Regions from separate parts of the Zea mays genome. Here region 1 is linked to region 2. The links are chromatin contacts, called in public Hi-C maps. All regions are on one chromosome and are shown on one strand. Each heading gives the region's core, a stretch centred on a gene start, on an enhancer-like site or on the middle of the called end of the contact. The rest is flanking DNA. Distances are from core to core; before and after follow the strand shown.

The links. Hi-C and Micro-C count contacts between places; a contact is called where the count stands out from the background.
Region 1: a Hi-C map of endosperm shows a contact between it and region 2, with 2.0 times the contacts expected there. The contact joins the promoter of LOC100286202 here to the enhancer-like site in region 2. A contact is called at or near these places in 3 of 25 Hi-C or Micro-C datasets (endosperm and leaf).

Annotation. Positions count from the first base shown.
Region 1 is chr1:8,419,605-8,423,429 of Zm-B73-REFERENCE-NAM-5.0, reverse strand. LOC100286202 (cyclin dependent kinase inhibitor) reads right to left here and starts at 2,197. Exons shown (of 3, transcript NM_001196798.2): 1 at 1,405-2,197. The coding sequence starts at 1,760.
Region 2 is chr1:8,353,917-8,357,516 of Zm-B73-REFERENCE-NAM-5.0, reverse strand. No RefSeq gene overlaps it. Among protein-coding and RNA genes, the nearest start is that of LOC103631690, 3.9 kb to the right of the region's middle. Within about 2 kb of position 2,041, at least 18 of the 20 cell types and tissues checked have an H3K27ac peak or open chromatin away from gene starts, as enhancers often do. A contact at or near this core is called in endosperm and leaf, where this site is marked.

The DNA.
Region 1 (3,825 bases), core at 948-3,447, 66 kb before region 2:
AAACCTCGCACAGCAAATACCAGAAAAAAGTCCTGTCTTTCGTCTCTCCCTTTGAAGCTGAAAGGGTTGCGCTAGACACATTTTTTTCGAAGAACTGTAGTGGCTGACGCACCAGGATAGGAATTAGGAATAAAGTTCCCTCCATTTCACGTTCGCGTTTCAAGAAAGGTGGTCCATCCGAATTCCGAACTCCACAAAGGTATTGATCCCAGGAAGCTAATAAACAAGGAGGCATTCAATGGTGCTGACTGCTCTGGCACGCGGCTAATGATGAGTTGGTTGCCATTGCCATGGGGGTTTTCTCTTTTTTTAGTTGCTTTCCAGACACACACACACACACAAGGGCAGTGGCAAGTGAACAGAACAGCCACGCACGAAACAGGATCTTGAGTGCGACAGATGTGGGTGCCTTTGGGGGCTGTGGGCGACTGAAATTTCTTGCGAAAAGGGGCCTTTGATTGGCAAAAGATTGGGAGGGTCACTGCCGAGCCCCACCACCACTAACCGAGAGAGGCAGGCAGCTAGACTAGACACCACAAGGGCGGATGCATGCAAGCGAACGAAACACTGCTCGTGTAGGGCAGGGGGGGATGGCGATTTGGCGAACAAGGGGAAAGGAGGCAACTTTCCGGCTATGGGTAACGACGAGGCAACGGCCACTAGAGGAGATTCCAATAAGAGGAGGATGTGCTTTTGATTGGATTGGGTGCGATAATACAAGGATTTGACAGGCAACTTGCTCAGGGTTACCTGTTTCTTTGAGATATAGAGAAAAGGTGCAGTTGTTAGGTGCTCTACTAGGTGTCTAAACTGCGGATTCTCTTAGGTTAAAGAGGATTACTTGTCCAGTCACTAGAACATGTGAAGTGAAACAGCTGGCATAGCTGCAATGAACAAGGCTTCGGAATAGCTACTACTAGGCGAGAACTTAGCTAAATACATACTTAGTTCAAGTGAAAAGTACAAGTGGGTTTTGGACGCATGAGAAACCGAGTATATGAACGCAAGAAACGAGCAACGGCACGGTTATTAGCGTCGTTCCTGTCCTGGGAACAAGTGAGGAGAAGTCTTGGAACAAGTTACCGCGTTGTTCAATTCCAGTTCCAGCCAGAGAGAGTGGACTTGTCGGCCGAAACGGTGTCCCAAGAACGCAAACAAAGGCATTTGACACACACTGGCTAGGATTACGGGGAAAGTATTGGTTTCGGCGCCAAATGTCGGCGCCAGTCAACTGCGAATTCGAAGCGCTGGAGAACCCGCGGCGGCGCTGAAGGAGAGCAATCGAAGAAGAGATAGAGTGAACAACCCTGAGTCCCATCCCAGAAGCGGCAACATAAACCCTACCCAATCTCTCTCGCAAAGGGAACAACTTGGACGAGAACAGAGGAGGCCGAAGAATCGCACCTTTCCATGGTGTCCAAGTCAAGCACGTTGTCCCCGAACGAGACCTCGACCTCGACCTCGTCCTGCATCAGCACGTGCTGCACCGCGGCGGCGGCGGCGGCCTTCCTCCCGGCGCCCCTCTTGGTCGCGGTCGCGGGCGGCGACGGATGCTCCTTGTGCGGCTTCTCGAGCCTCCGGCTCCTGAGCTCGAGGTACTCCGCGGCGGCGTCCTCCGCGTCGCCCTTGTCGAGCGGCCTCTGCGCGCGCTGCAGCGCGAGCGTGCGGGAGCGGGTGCGGACGCCGAGCAGCGCGCCGCCGGGTACCTCCATGACGGCGACCTCCCCGGACACCTTGCCCTTGCGCATGTACTTCCCCATGGCCTGGTCGTCTGGTCCCGTCCGTGCCCCCGACTCGCTGGAGAGGGGAGCGGAGGCGGTAGGTGGGTTTGGGTGGGGCGTGGTGCAGTCGCAAGGGGAATCCTGGGAATAATGGGGAAGGGAAGGCGAGGGCTCGCTAGCGCTGCAGGCTGAAAGAGGGAGAGACCGAGAGAGAGAGAGAGAGAGAGAGAGAAGGGGGGCAGGAGCAGAGCGAGAGCCGAGAGCGGGCGGGCTTGCCTTGTGGTGCCGTCAGCCGTGCGTTGGCTAGCGGAAAAAGGCGCGGGAGGGCGGGCGGTGTCCCGCGCGGGCGGGCGCTGCTATTTAGAGAAAGAGAACAGGAGAGGCGGCTGGCGGCCTGGGCCTGCTGGGAGAGAAGCAGGGGGTGGTGCCGTGCCCGTGCCGCGGACGGAGACGGCCGGCACTGGGGATGTCGTGCGTGATCTGATCACCAACGCTGGCGGGTTGTTGTTTGTGTCCTTGGGAAGGGGCGATGCTTTGCCCTTGTTTCTAGTTCCCTTCGTGTTCCTTTGCACTCACGTGCTGCCATCAACTCTAGAATACCCTTGTATTCTAGGGCGAGAAACTTGCAATGAGATGGTGAGACTTCCGAGTTGCTAATGGAAAATGGGTTAAACGTGTGTTTGGTTGCTTTTATATGGTTGTGTCGTGCATCCTAAGGCCTAGTTCGTTTGTGCCGGATTGGTGGGTCGGAATGATTTCTAACCGGATTGATTCTCTAATTTATATAAACTTTGATTAGCTGGAACGATTCCGTGTGTAATCCGACACAAACGAACAAGTCCTAAATGAATTAAAAACATGTTAATGGATGCAACGAGGAAGAAAAAGAAGATTGGTTGTCAGAAGGGGCAGAGGACCTGTTTGCGCGATATGGCGCTCGCCATACCTTGACAAAAAAAAATATAGTTGTGGTATTGTTTTCAAATATGTATTCGTAGCTCACTGATGATGATATTGTGTTTAAAGCATCAGATCTTGACTTCAAAACACACAGGTAAGCATTGCTTTGCCATTTTTTGTTTTTCAAAGAATAGATTTCTAGCATATTTTTTGCAAAGTAAACCAGTTTCTACACATTATTAGACCTATTTATTTTCTCGAAGTTTTAAGTCGTCGGCATGCAACCACCTCCAAGATACTAGTATATAAACTTTAATAGAGACGAGCATTGCAACCAACTCCAACGTTAGGCTACTATTAATCATCGATTAACGGAGCGGTTACTCTGACCGCCTCCGTTATTGCGTTTAATGAGGTGGACACTATAAAGCAACCATTTTGGCTAATTGGTATTAATGAAGGCGGTTTTGTTAAAGCGTCTGCCTCTGTTAATACTTTAACCGAGACAATTGTTTTATGATGACCGCCTTAGTTAACACTTTTAACGGAGGCATTTGCCTTAACTAGATCGCCTCCATTAATACTTTGACCGAGACGGTTGTGTTATGCTTACCGCTTCAATTAACACTTTTAACCAAGGCAGTTGTTTCTTAATTGCCCGCCTCAATTAACTCTTTTGTATTTTAAAAAATAATAAATTTTATTTTGTTTTAAAATTTGAATGCAATTTGAATTGTACTTGTGTAAATCAAACACCAATGAAAAAAGCAATAAATACTTAAATAGAAACATGAAGTACATGTAGATATAGGTGTACATTTGGGCCGGGCCTGATGGGCCGGCCCGAAGCACGGAAAAAAAAGCACGGCCCAGGCACGGCACGGCCCGAAATAATTTAGTGCCGGGCCGGCACGGCCCGTTATATCGGGCCGGGTTTGGGCCGAGGTCACGGCCCATGGGCGGGCACGAGCACGGCCCGTTTAAGGCAGGCACGAAAAGGCCCATATAGAGGCACGAAAAGGCCCATATATTTATTAAAACACACTTCATTCAACACTTTCATATACTTGATAAAGAACACAAAGCTAGAGATAATGCTAGTTAGATGTTTTTTTGTATCTTTGAATTAGAGTGTGTGATGTAATTTTACTTTTGTTATGAACATTAGACAATAAACTGAACTTACGAACTTTGTATAGAGCTG
Region 2 (3,600 bases), core at 792-3,291:
CGAGCCGGAGATGTGTCCGCCGTTAAAGGGGGGCCTCGGGCGAGACGGAAACCCCTCGGGGTCGGCTGCCCTTGCCCGAGGTTAGGCTCGGGCGAGGCGTGATCGAGTCGCTCGTATGGACTGATCCCTGACTTAATCACACCATCAGGCCTCTGCAGCTTTATGCTGATGGGGTTACCAGCTGAGAATTAGGCGTCTTGAGGGTACCCCTAATTATGGTCCCCGACAAACTTAAAGTCATACATGCGGAAAAATGGTAGTTCATGAAAAATTGTATGAATCAAATTGTATTTGTTATCATGTATGATCGACTATGAATTGTGGTTGCCAATTAATTTAAAATCTCTCTAGTTATTTATGTGTGCTATTATAATTCATTTAAATTGTATTTGCATATTATTGTTAAAAATTAAATATTAATTCATTTAAATTGTATTTGCATATTTATGTTAAAAATTAAAATTATTTTCATATTTAAATTATATTTTCATATTTTTACAATCACAGACGGTTTTTTCTTAGGGTCCGTTTGTGAAAAGGATAAAGCACCACAGGCGGTCCTAAACAAAAACCGCTTGTGATACTATTATATCACAGGCGTACTGAACCGCTTGGGACTAATCGAACCGTCTGTGATGTAAAAAGTCTACCGCTTGTATAGATCCAAATTGTACTAGTGCTTGCAACAAATTGCAATTCCGGTCCCTCGACTCCCGGCCAACGGTACACGGACGTACCCACCGCCGGCGGAATATAATCACATCGGGGCCGACACGACTTGCGTCCTCTAGGAATGACGCAAGTTTCAAAGAGATTCCCCTTGCTTTGGTTGGTAGCTAGTACTGGAGTAGCTCTCTCTTTCTCTCCGTATATCAGCACCATGCATGGACTGGTGATAAAAAGAAGGGACCGTGCATACTAGATAGATTCGGTGATTCCACTCCCATCCCTATCCCCATCCGATCCATCACCGGATGGTTTCTTGGACTGCGAAATCATGAGGTAGATAAAAACGCCATTCATCGGCAGAGGCCAACGATGATGCTGTTGGACGACCGTGCACCTGCTGATGCTGTCTGTTGAAACCCATGCTGGGCAGTGGCCGGACCGGGCGCTACTCCTGCAGTCCTGCGCGCTGATGAAATGAAAGACCCTTTGCTCGGTTTTTGTTTTGTCCGTTCCCGTGTTCAAAAAAAGCTGCGATCTTTCCACGTTTTAGGAGCTGACCCCAGGCTCCCAATAGCTTTACCGCTCATGTCATGTCACGCCATGCGCCGGCCAAGCCGGTCCATGCAATTGCAACTCCGAGTTTGAGCCTTGCCGCACTGCCACAGCGACAGCAACTCAGGAGATATGAAGAATCGTGCTCATGCGCCTGTGGTGGTAAATGTGCCAGTCAGTCAGGCAGCAGCAGCAGGCTTCATATATCGGCGCTTTTGATGCCTGCCTGCCTGCCTGCAATGCAACCCTGCGTTGCACTGTATAAATACACGGTACCTTGCATTGTGTGCGTCGCGTGTACACGCAAAGTCTACCCTACCCTCACGTGCCTTGTAATATTTTACATTCCTTCGATCGGGATGAAAAAATATGGGATTTTTACAAACGTTGGTAGTAGTCAGACTCGAACCTAGTTATTACACACGCCAGCCAGTGCTTGTTGCAGTAGGGCACTACTGTGTACAGTGTACTGGAGGTACAATTGTACTCCATTCCAACAAGGTAGTGTAGCACACCAGTCCGTGTCCACGGAAACAAAGGCAACTGCAGCATGCATGGGGCAACAACGCTGTGTTACGTTGCACACGCTTGGCCCATGGTGAAAGCCAGAGAGATGGAAGCGGAACCTTTTTCCGCCGCAGATTCGGCCCCTGACGCTCGCCTCAGCTCAACTCAAAAAGAAAACAACCCCCGCCAAAAACCCAAGTCCTCCCGCCAAAACTTGGCGCCAAAAGGGCGCCGCCGCCATCCAGCCGGGACGGACATGGGCACGTGCGGCGCCGGAAGGTGGGTCAAACGTCCACTTCATTCCTCGCGTACGATCCAATGATGATGGTGGCCACCACCGACGCGTGGCGTGGGCTACCCGCTGGGCCCACATTGACTACGGGACGGACGGCTCGGCTCAACGTATCTGTCGACTGCGAATGCGTACGTATCCCCGTCTGGACGGAGTACGGGCCGTTAGTGCGGTGGACTGTCGGTAACCTAATCTCTACTACTCTATAAGTAGTATAAGACACTAACGAGGGCGTCCACACCCACCGTGCCCCCGCCCAGCCCCCGCATCCGGCAGCACCCGCCCCCCGTGTCCTACGCGCACTCCGCTCCCGAAAACCTCTCCCTCCGTGTCAGGGCGTAGCCGCCATCAGCGCATCCACAGCACGCGCCCGCCCCCTGTGTCCTACGCGCACTCCGCTCCCGAAAACCTCTCCCTCGGCGCCAGGGCGTAGCCGCCATCAGCGCATCCACAGCCGACGCCGAAATCCTCGCTCGCCCCCAAATCCTCCCCCACCGCGCCCTTCCATCGACGACGGACTACCCACGCTTTCGCATCTCCTGAGCTCCGAAGGGCCCGCGATCCTCGCCCAAGCTCATCGCCCTTCCATCGACGCCCTTCCAGGTACGTGTGCGCCCCCAAGCTCCTCGCCCTTCCAGGTACGCCCCCGCCCCGTATCTCCCCTTCATCGGCGCCCGTATCTCCTCGCCCTACCATCCACAGCTACCGGCGATGAGGACATATGGTGTCGCGGCGCCAGTAGGCCTCCTCCCCATCCCACTTCAGTTCACTGCCTTTCAGAGCCACCAGCGATGAGGACATATGGTGTCGTGGTGCCTACAAGCTGTGCGTCGAGTTCAGCCGCTCACGCCGCCCGCACGAGGATGGCCTACACGCCCTCCGCTGCCTCGACCGCGACGCTAGGCTCTTCAAGCGCCGTCGCGACGAGCCTGCTCCCGCCGTCCCTGTCTCCAATTCGACTCCTACACCCACTGAAGTAGCCCTGCCCGCAAGAATCACCTATCTGATACTCAATCCCGCCTTGCCGCCCGACGTAGCAGCTCGCCGGGATGCTACTGAGTCAGAGGTGCGTGCCTTGCCTGGGGTTCGCTCAACAACATAAACATTCGCAATTTACTGACGTCCGTGATTAATGTGCCTGAGGAAATTCTAAAAAAGTTAGATGGTTATTGTACCCTTTCCTCTCTCCACCAATACCTTTGTTTACACTACCGTCAGTGGGTGAACCACTCAACAGATAGATGTGGGGAAGTGACTACAAACTAATAGTAGCTTGCCTCGGTAAAAAAACGATTAGTAGCTTGCAAGGAATTTGATATTTTGCTATTTGAAAGTTTAAGAAAAACATGTCAAGGAATTTGATATTTTGCTATTTGAAAGCCACAGTCCAGTTCAGGAAACTTCTTTCAAATGGTACTTGACATGTTTAATGCGGGATGAGATGCAGCTCCTTTTATATTGTATTATATATTTTTCTGACATTAGTGTTGTCTATAGAGAAGAACTCAACTGTGATAAAAATCATCTAAGTGGATGACCCTACTCAGCACGATTGCCACCCGACGGGACAGTCGACGCCG